2 separate regions of the Rattus norvegicus genome follow, and region 2 is linked to region 1. The links are chromatin contacts, called in public Hi-C maps. All regions are on one chromosome and are shown on one strand. Each heading gives the region's core, a stretch centred on a gene start, on an enhancer-like site or on the middle of the called end of the contact. The rest is flanking DNA. Distances are from core to core; before and after follow the strand shown.

Region 1 (5,374 bases), core at 1,487-3,986:
TGGTCTGAAAGGGACGTTCACAGCAAGTTCAAGGAGAGGCAGCCTTGTCCTATGAGCTTTGGTCGGCACAGGCTGTGGGTGTAACCCCTACTCCCTAGTCAATGATTCAGACTGATAATGTCGTGGTCCTACTGAGTGGCTAAAACCCCCAAGCACATGAGATTCTCATGTCCTCTGGCACAAGTGACCCCAAACTAGAAACTTGAGATGCTGACTCACAGCTCTGGAGGCCACGTCAGAAGGTCAAGAGTCAGGTGTATCGACACATCCCTGTAATCCCAGCATCTGGGAGTTAGAGGTTGGGGGGTCAGGAGTACAAGGCCAGCTTTGGCTTTACGGTGAGTCTGAGGCTAGCGTTGGCTACAAGAGATCTTACCTCAAAATAAACAGATAGAGCTGGCAAGATTGCTCAGTGGGGAAATCAGTGGCTGTGTGTCCTTGACATCCCAGGACCAACTCTGAAAGTTGTTCTCTGACTTTCACAGGTACACTGTGTCATGCACACACACACGAACACACACACACACACACACACACACACACAAACACACGTATGTGATCATACAAATAAAAACGTAATTTTAAAAGTTTCTGCTCTGTTCCCACAGTCTAGCTTCTAGGCCAAGTTCCCAATGGCCACCAGGGACAGATACTGCCCAGGCCTTCTTTTATGCCTTAGAGGTTCTACCAGGTTTCTGAGCTGTGAGAAAACAAGGAGCCCATCACTGTGTTGCTCTTCAGAGTAAGAGCGTGGACTCTGGGCCTGGCCTGTCTCACAGGAGTTGGGAGAGGCTTGGAACTTGTATATTAGTCACGAGGCAAATAGTTTCTTTCAGCTCAGTGGCTTTATTAATGTTTCAATCCCAGTGTTTGGCATTGTGGTGTGTGTGTGTGTGTGTGTGTGTGTGTGTGTGTGTGTGTGTGTGTGTGTTTGTGTGGTGTGTAGGAGGAAGGTCTCTTCTCCACTTCTGGCCTCAGTTTCCCTCTGCCACACAGGGAGTGAAGATTTCCCTGCTTCCTTCATCGGGATATCATGAAGTCCAAAGGCATCGAGATGCATGTTTGGGCTTCCCAGGCATACAGCACCCACACCGAGGACAGTCCAGACATGGTCCTAGCCTTTGAAGGCTCACAGTCTATGAGGGAGGCCCAAGTCTTGGCCAGTCACTAGCAGCTGCCCAGAAAGGCAGGTGGAACTTGGTCCTAGACCAGGTGATATTTACGAAGTTCTCAGCCTTTCTTTGGCTTCACTGAACCCCGACCTGGAAGTGGGTGGCTGGTCTGTGTGGGGTCAGGGGGTCAAAGTTGCTGCTCTCATTCCAGTTTAGATCCTCAAGGTCTTCATAAACCCAGGAGTCATTAAACCCAAAAGGCAGAGAGCCAAGCATCTTCTCCTCAGGCCTGCAGAGGTCTTGGCTAAGAGATAGGGGCCAGAACCAAGAAGGGCAGCCACATGGGACCTTGGATGATCTGGTGACAGAGGCCTCCTTGGGTCATAAGACAAAGTTCGAAGGCTGGAGCAGTTCAGAGTCCAGGAAAGCCATGTAGAGGCAGACGAGGAGACACAAGAGTGCAGCCTGTGGAGTGAGGGGCAGTCACAGCAGCTCTAGCTGTTGGTGTCCAACAAGGCCTCTGGGGAGGCTGGTTGACTCAGGGTGACACTGGGAAAGCTGGCAACAAAGCTCCTCCACCTTCTTTTCACCTGCTGGAAGACCAAAGTAGGGAAAACATCATAGTAGTGGCTTCAAGTGGTGTTCCACTCATAGCCACCAGGTGGGGCTAGAGCCATGAAAGAGAAGCTAAACTCCTGGGGGAGGGGAGACCCTTCCCCATGGAAGGCAGGGCCAGGATGTGTGGGAGAATCTCCTCTTCTTCCCTGGTGAGAGGTAAGGACGGTAACTTGCCAGAAGTTGCATTGGCCAATCTCCCTGCCTCCTGCCCCTGCTCTAGTCACCCTTGCAACACAGGATTACATTAATCATCTTAATACAGCTCTGAAAGGCTTGTGTGGTAATGTATGCCTGTACTCCCAGCACTCAGTACAGAGTAGGATCAAGAGTTACTAGCAAGTGCAAGACCCTGGGTTCGGTCCCCAGCTCCGAAAAAAAGAAAAAGAAAAAAAAAAGTTACAGGCCACTCTGGACTACTTAGTGAGACCCCATCTCAAAACAGCCACAGCTCTCACCATATTACACCCAGGTTCCATTAGCCCACTCTCCTCCAACCTTCAGTGAATCCCCAGTGCCCACAGGGGGAAAAAATCACAACTGCTTTTAGTCAAATGCACTCAATCCCTGGGCATTTTGCTTGGCTTCCCTCAGGTCAGCTGTGCTCTTAACCTTTTGCTGCCCCAAGTCCCCATCCTTCCCCGCGAAACCGATAATTCAATTTGAAGCCGCACCTGTTGGTATTGTCTCAGCCACCGTCGACTCCCTCCTCTCTGGGTTTGGATCAGCTGTTCTGTGTCTCCTAGGGTCCCTGGCAGCCGCTCCTGGACAGAGACTTCCAGCCCTTCCGAGCCATTGGGGCCCTGGGACCTGGACTTTTCACGGCCCTGTCTGAGGCTCAGTGCCCGGCGGAGTCGGCCCTCCAGAGATCTCCCGTGGGACTCATGGAGCCTCCCATAGCAGGGCCGGGGTTCTCGAAAGGACTGACTGCGCAGGCTGGTCCCCATGGTTCTAGAAGCTAGCACTGGTCTGTAAGCCACTAGTTTTGTGAGAGGGCCTGGTGCCTTCACTCATATGACGGGACATCACCTGAGGGCAAAGGTCAGTGTTGCTGAGGTGGCCGTCATAAACCAAAGGGCAGGCCACAAAGGCTAAACATCTCTGAGTCATTTCCCCATTAACTCCTCACCCTATGGGGCTATATAGCCCAGGCTGGCTTCCAGCTCAGGATCCTTCCGAATGCTGAACTGGCTCCGATTGTCTTTCCTTCTCCCCTCAGAAGCCTTCTCTGATCACTCCACCTGGAGACTTGACTGGCCTCCTCTGGACTTGGTCTTGGCTGGCCATGCCACTCACCTCATTGGCAAAGATTACTTCCACAACAGAAGAGGGAACAGAACAGTTTCAATCTAGAACAGTCAAGATCATAAATACCAGAGTGAAATTGGGTAAGGCAGGGCCAGACAGTGGACAGTAGTTGTTTTAATGGCTCCAGACTTTCATTTTTACAAGGTGAAACGCACTCTGGAGGTCAGTGGCACACACCCAAAACCATGACCTGCAGGGAGGGGCTGGGGAGATGGTTCATTCATAAAGTGCTTGCTACACAGGATGTGAGTTTGGTTCCCTGGTGGCCCTGGGAAAAGGTGAATGTGCAGCACACATCTGTCACCTCAGGCCCAGGGAGAGACAGGAAACTCCCTGGGTTTTGCAGTCCCTGTTTGAGCTGCACTGGTGAGTTCCTGGTTCAGTGAGAGACGCTATCTCAAAAAATAAGGTGAAGGTTATCGGTATGGTTGAGTGGGTCCAGGCACTGCCAGGCCTTACAACCTGAGTTTGATCCTTGGGATTCACCAACCTGGCTCCTACACGTTGTCCTCTCTCCACCACACATGCTTCAAGAATACACAAACAAACAGATGTAATTTGAAAATGTAAAAAGGTGAGGCCAGGTGAGGTGGCTCATGTCTTTTATCTCAGTGCTCATGTCAGGGGATCTCTGTGACTTTTAGGTCAGGCTGGTCTACACAGTTAGTTCCTCTCTCAAAAACCAAAAAAAGAAAAGAAAAAAAGAAGAAGAAGAAGAAGAAGAAGAAGAAGAAGAAGAAGAAGAAGAAGAAGAAGAAGAAGAAGAAGAAGAAGAAGAAGAAGAAAATAAAGATAATGACAGAGGAAGATACCTGATGTCAACTTCTGGCCTACACACACACACACACACACACACACACACACACACACACACCCTTCACATACCCCATACAGAGACACAGAGCAAAAAAAAATGGCCCACAGTAAATATTATTTCAGTGCCAGACTTTTGTTTTGTTTTAGACAGGGTCTTATGTTGCCCAGATGGGCCTCACTATGTGGCAGAGGTTAATCTTGAACTCCTGATCTCTGCCCTCCTCCACCTTCTGAATTCTTGGGTTACAAGTATGGGTCACTATGCCTTGTGTAGTTAGTGCTGGGAACAGAACACGGATCCTCACGCACGCTTGGCAAGCACTGTACCAAGTATGCTTCATCCTCAGCCTGGCGAGGTGTGTGTGTGTGAGAAACCAGGACAGGGCCAGGGGAGGTGTCAGGAGAACTGAATATTTCCAGCTTTAGCTTTGCCCTCAATATTCTAGCAAAGCACATGGTTAAGAGCTCAGGCCCTAGGGACCACTGCCTTCTAAGTAGACTGCCATTTCATTGCTTCAAGCTCTGTGACCTTGGGTTACATCCTTCTGTCTTTGGTCCCCTCCATGTAAGAGTGACAAAGGACTCAGGCTAAAGCCAGGCAGGCAACCTTTAGCGGATATCTTTAGCCCCAGCACTCAGGAGGCAAGAGCAAGCAGATCTCTGTGGGTTTGAAGTCAGCTGGGTCTACAAGTCCAGGACAGGGTTGTTATACAGAAAAACCTTGTCTCAGAACACAAAACAAGCAAGCAAACAACAACAAGAACTCAGGCCACTGTGTGACTTAACTAGGGTGCAGAGGTTCTCAGGCCACTGTGTGACTTAACTAGGGTGCAGAGGGTCTCAGGCCACTGTGTGACTTAACTAGGGTGCAGAGGGTCTCAGGCCACTGTGTGACTTAACTAGGGTGCAGAGGGTCTCAGGCCACTGTGTGACTTAACTAGGGTGCAGAGGGTCTTGGATGCATGTTCAAAGCAAGTCGATGACATCTATTCTTGTGTGTGAACACTTCTCTTGTAAGTTTCCTCATCTATAAAATGGGTTGGATGGGAAAAATGGTATGAACATGGAGTGAGGCTACCCACAGCAGAACGAGACTGGGAAAAGGGGGGTCTGGGCCAGCAGATTCTTTAGAATTATATAACTTGAAGACCAAGGGGCGTCCACATACCTGGAACAGGCCCAGTTTTGGATTTACCTGTTACCCTGAGCATTTGTTATCAGTGTCCACATTTCTGGGGCTAGAAAGCTGGTTCACTGGGTAAAGGCCTTTATCACTAGCCTGGGGTGCTCCTGAGAGTTGTCCTGTGACCTTTACATTCATACCACAGCTGGCCTATACACACCCATACACACACACACACACACACACACACACACACACACACACACACACACCAAATAATGTAACTTAATTTTTTAAAGAAACCCACATTTCCAATTTAAAATTATTTTGGTTTTGGATACTTTTATTTCTTCCATTTTTTTCTTTTTTTTCCTTTTTCTTTTTTTCAGAGCTGGGGACC
Region 2 (5,374 bases), core at 2,119-4,618, 240 kb after region 1:
AGGGTCCTGTGACTTCAGGAGCTCCAGCTTGCTTGGGTGTTTTCTGAAAGCTGTGAGGGGCTTCCAGTCCCATAGTCTGGCCTTTGAGAGGAGGAATCTGTGGCCCAAGTCCAACAGCTCAGGGATGCCAAGTCCTCGACAGCTGTGGTTGAGTGGAGGGAATGCCAGGTCTGAAGGGTACTTACCCCCTTGGCTATACCCATGGCTGGACTTTGGGAGCCAGATCTGTCCCTGCTGTGCTGCACCCAGCCAGACTCAGGAGGCTTAGCTTACAATGGCTGTCCCAATGTCCCTCAACCCACTAACTCTTTAGACATTTCTCTAGCCTAGGGGTCCGTGATCCACCACCTGGGAGTGGTATTGTATTCTTTGCTTGCTTTTCGTTATAAACAGCCAGCTTTACTGTATGTTAAGTATTCTGGGTAAAATGTCACCTGGGCTTTTCTCCCTCCCCCTCCCCTCTGCTTAGCAGGCCCTTACCATATCCAAGAGGCATTTGGAATGATTCAGTTGTTACTTGGCTCTAAAGCACAGGTTCTCAACCTGTGGGTTCGACCCTTTCACAGGGGTCGCAAATCTGATATCCCTCATATCAGATAAGCACATTATGATTCATAGCAGCAATGAAAATAATTTTATGGTTGGAGATCACCGTAACCTGAGGAACTGCATTTCGTTTTCGCATTTCAAGACAAGGTTTCTCTGTGTGGCTCTGGCTGTCCTGGAACTCATTCTGTAGATTAGGCTGGCCTCAAACTCAGATAACTGCCTGCCTCTGCCTCCTGAGTGCTGGGATTAAAGGTGTGGCTAACACTGCCCAGTGTGAGGAACTGCCCAGTGTGTGTATCAAAGAATATTAGGAAGGTTGAGAACCACTGCTCTAAAGGTATCTGAAAAGATGGGTCAGCTCTGGAGGGCTGGGGGCCCTTGGCATGAGGTGAGTGGGTCAGGTTTTGGGCTACTTCTGGAAGGGAGGCAGGTGTGTGATGTCCGCCTCACCCAGGTCCTTTTCCTCAGATGTGAACGTAGACCAACCCGATGAGAAGTCCATCATCACCTACGTGGCCACTTACTACCACTACTTCTCGAAGATGAAGGCCCTGGCTGTGGAAGGCAAAAGGATTGGCAAGGTACCTGTGAGACAGCGGCGTAGGGCCAGAGGAGGCCTGGTGTAGGGCTTACTCCTAAAATGGGACTGGGCAGAGCCATCGCCCTGGGTGAGTTACCCACCTGCCTGGCTCCTGTCCCACAGGTCCTGGACCATGCCATGGAGGCAGAACACCTGGTAGAGAAATATGAGTCCCTGGCCTCTGAACTGCTGCAGTGGATCGAGCAAACGATTGTGACCCTCAATGACCGACAGCTGGCCAACTCCCTGAGTGGCGTCCAGAACCAGCTGCAGTCTTTCAATTCCTACCGCACGGTGGAGAAGCCACCCAAGTAGGTGTCCCCTGGGCCCCACCCTGCCAGAGCATGCCTGCCCAGAGCTGTGCTCACTTGAGAGAAAGCCTAAATGAGGGCAGCTTTTTGGGAGGGACACTTGGTAGCGCAGAAGTGCAGCCAAGGCTTAAGTTTCCCTCCTCTCAAAGTGCTGGAAGCATCCAAGCAGCATGCTTGTTCCAAAACACATTTTCTAATGACTAGCCATTTTCCAAAAGCATGCCATGGAAGAATGATTGCCGTGGCGTGTCGAGTCAGTGAAACCCATCAGATAAAGATTACTGGTTGTGAGCCAGCCACTGTGGCTGCACCTGCGAATTCCAGCACTTGGGAGTCTGAGGCAGGAAGATTTTGCTGTGAGTTCTGAGGCCAGCCATAGTGAGTGCCAACCTGGGCATCGGAGAAAGTTCTGCAGAGGGGGTGGAGATGAGGGTGGGGGATATAGACAGACAGACAGACAGACAGACAGACAGACAGACAGACATATAGACAAGCTGGGGCCATGCAACAGTGTAGTGTCAGTGTAGGAATAGACAGGACTGGACCTGATAGGCAAGTCAGCAGCTAGTAGTATATGGTGTGGCCGACAGCGTGAGCACCACAAAGATAATTAGATAATTGTTTCTTCATGTATAAGATGGCTGTTAGCAATGCTATATAGTACAGGCAAGGGCGTGCGTGAGTGTGTGTGCATGCCTGTGCGCGTGTGCTTGTGTGTTTGCATTTGTGTGTCTTTTGCCTGGAAAATACTCTTCGGGGCATCCAGCAAAGATGAAATCTCAAGGACACTCTAACATGACCTTTGTAATGTAGGAAAAATAAGTCATGTTCACGCAGCAACCAACAGAAGATAGTAGCCCCCAAATGACAGGAAAAGGTTGCCACAGTCGAAGAAGTAGGCTACAAGCTCTTCACAAGCCACAGCAAAGTTATAAGAATCCAAGTTTAAAGTCCCTGAGTTCAAATCCTGGCTCTGCCACCCTACTGTTGTGAGGTGGAGAACTTGTAGAGCTTGTTCGTCTTTAGTTTCCTCCTCTGGAAAACAGAGGAGAGAACAGAGACTGTGATGGGAAGTTACCATGTGCAAAGTGCTGAGAAGGGGCGAGAGCCAAGGCCCTGGTCACGGCCACTCTGTTGGTCACTGAGCTCTGGTTACTGTAGCTCCCTGTAGTGCTTGAATGGAAACAACAGCCACCGTTTCCATAGAGCTTTTGGCTACTTTAAAATGATGTTCCTGCTGAGCATGGAGTTGAGGCTTATGGTCCAGACTACGCAGAAAGCTGAGACAGGAGGGTCACAAGCTCAAGTTCAAAGCCAACCTGGGTAACTTAGTGAGACCTTTGATGAGACAGAAAGTTCCCTTAAAGAGGTGCAGATGTACTCAGTGGTAGAGCATGTGCTTAGCATGCATGAGGCCCTGACCTGTAGTTAGTGAGTGAGTAAGTAGTGGATGGATGGATGGATGGATGGATGGATGGATGGATGGATGGATGGACAGACAGATAGATAATGTTCTTAAGCCAAGCATAGTGATGCTAACCTAAACTTAAACCTCTAAAGGTTGAGGCAGGGGGATTATGAGTTGAAGGCTAGCCTGGGCTACCTAGCAAGACCTCTGCCCCCAAAAGAAAGAGAAGCAAAGTGTGGGTGGGACACAATTTTAATCCCAGCCCTCAGAGGGAAGCACATTTATGAGATCAGGGCCAGCCTGGTCTACATAGTTACAAAAACAAAAACAAAAAAGAAGCGTGTCCTTTTGGCTTACCTGCTAGTGTTTGGTTTTTTTTCGCTTTCACACGAAAAGCTTGTATTGCCTCCATGAGAAGAAAAGCAGCATGGATATTCTGTGCCATAGAGTTGAGGCTTCGGGTCCCCTGTAGTCTTTGCCTCTGATCCCTCTGATCTCAACTCGACTTCTTCTGCAGGTTCACAGAGAAAGGGAACTTGGAGGTGTTGCTCTTCACCATCCAGAGTAAGCTGCGGGCCAACAACCAGAAAGTCTACACACCACGCGAAGGCCGGCTCATCTCGGACATCAACAAGGTCCATGCCTCCCTTAATTTAACATCCACAGATGGCCATGTTTGGCTTGTGTACTTCTCATGCCTCTCGTGACCTGGGGCCTTCTTGACCTCCACCAAGCCCTTGCCCTGCTGCCCACACGCCCAGACCTGACTCTGCTATCCTCTCATATGATTGTGGTCTCTTTCCCCCTCGCTCTCCATACAGAGCCACAACATAAATCAGGCTTTTGTTCAACATGCCCCGTTTCACTGTCTCTACCTCTGTTTTTACAAACAGAACTGTAAAACCAAAGCAGGGAAACTAAGGTTTGCCCACAGAGTCCAACCTCTGTAGACAAATCAGACATTTTCCATAGATGACCTCATACCTTGTCCAGAAGCAAACAGTTATTATGTGGCTTCACGATGCGCCCGGAACCTCTCCCTATTCAGGCACAGGTGCCTCGGCGAGGCCATTCCGTGGATCTGCTAGACCCAGCTTCTGTGACACTGAACTGGGTCCAGCAGGTCTATGTTTCTATAGCACAGCCTTCTGACCTCTACCCCGGTCCCATTGTACTAATCCAATTTCTACCTCACAGGCCTGGGAGCGGCTAGAGAAAGCCGAACATGAGCGAGAGCTGGCCCTGCGCACGGAGCTGATCCGCCAGGAGAAGCTGGAGCAACTGGCTGCTCGCTTCGACCGCAAGGCTGCCATGCGGGAGACCTGGCTCAGTGAGAACCAGCGCCTCGTCTCCCAGGTAGGACTCACATTTCAGACACACCCAGGCTGGTAGGGAGAGAGACAGGACCAGGGAAGTGTTCCCGCAGAGTGGCAAGAGGATAAAACAGTTCTGTCATGCAGGAAACTCAGGATCTGTGGGCCCAAGGCTTGCCCAGGAGAAAAGAGAGCAAGGCAGGATGAGGAGATAGAGAGGGGACAGAAAGCCACTACTTAAAGTTGGCTCTGGCAGTCAGTGTGCGCTGGGGAATAGACAGAGCAAGCAGAGGCCCTGTCCCTTGGCTCTCAACACTCCCCTCCCCTCCTCTGTCACAGGACAACTTTGGCCTGGAGCTGGCAGCAGTGGAGGCAGCAGTGCGGAAGCATGAAGCCATTGAGACAGACATTGTGGCCTACAGCGGCCGGGTGCAAGCGGTGGACGCCGTAGCCGCAGAACTGGCCGCTGAGCACTACCATGACATTAAGCGCATTGCGGCGCGGCAGAACAACGTGGCCCGGCTCTGGGACTTCTTACGAGAGATGGTGGCCGCCCGCCGTGAGCGGCTCCTTCTCAACCTGGAGCTGCAGAAGGTGTTTCAGGACCTGCTCTACCTCATGGACTGGATGGCAGAGATGAAGGTAGCAGTGGCTGACTCAGCTGGGCAGGAGTCCTGGGGTGTGGCTGTCTACCTCACTCACCCACTCAGCCCCTCCTCATAGCGTGCACTACTGTCCCTATGGGACTCCCAGCCTAAGGGACAAAGGGTCTGATTAAAAACAACCACAGCACCATAGCAGGGACTTCTAAGGCAGGTGGTTGGGCAAGGCCTTTCTGAGCAAGAAGGCCTTTTGAACTGAGGCAAGGAGCCAGCCCAGAGAGCTCTGATGAGAGCAGGTCCTGGTCAGAAGGAATAATGAGGTTAAGGCCCTGGGTTGTGCAAGTGGGGGCATGTGGGGGACGGTAAAGGTAGAACAGGAGCTATAAAGGGGAGGAATGGCTGACTCCACTAGAATCCCACAGGCTTGGTCAAGGAATTTGGATTTTACTCAAACAGAGCATTTAAAGTGTTTAAAGGGTTTCATTTCAAAGAAAGGAAGAGGTGTTATTCTAGCTCCTGTTTTAAAAAGGTCCCTTGGGCTACTGTGTGCAGAAGGTCTGTGGGCAGCAGGAGTGGGAGTAGAGAAACAGACTTCCATCTTCCAGGGGAGA

The links. A called contact is a pair of places that touch in the nucleus more often than the background predicts.
Region 2: a contact with region 1 is called in a Hi-C map of kidney, with 4 times the contacts expected there. The contact joins the promoter of LOC102553046 here to the promoter of C1h11orf86 in region 1.

Annotation. Positions count from the first base shown.
Region 1 is chr1:211,212,603-211,217,976 of GRCr8, forward strand. C1h11orf86 (similar to human chromosome 11 open reading frame 86) reads right to left here and starts at 2,737. Exons shown (of 2, transcript NM_001109521.1): 1 at 2,402-2,737; 2 at 830-1,705. The coding sequence starts at 2,674. The coding sequence ends at 1,607. It also overlaps the pseudogene Slc25a5-ps10.
Region 2 is chr1:211,448,484-211,453,857 of GRCr8, forward strand. LOC102553046 reads right to left here and starts at 3,369. Exons shown (of 2, transcript XM_039101326.2): 1 at 3,206-3,369. It overlaps Sptbn2 (spectrin, beta, non-erythrocytic 2), which reads left to right. Exons shown (of 37, transcript NM_019167.2): 8 at 1,018-1,130; 9 at 1,253-1,440; 10 at 3,366-3,483; 11 at 4,046-4,204; 12 at 4,501-4,803.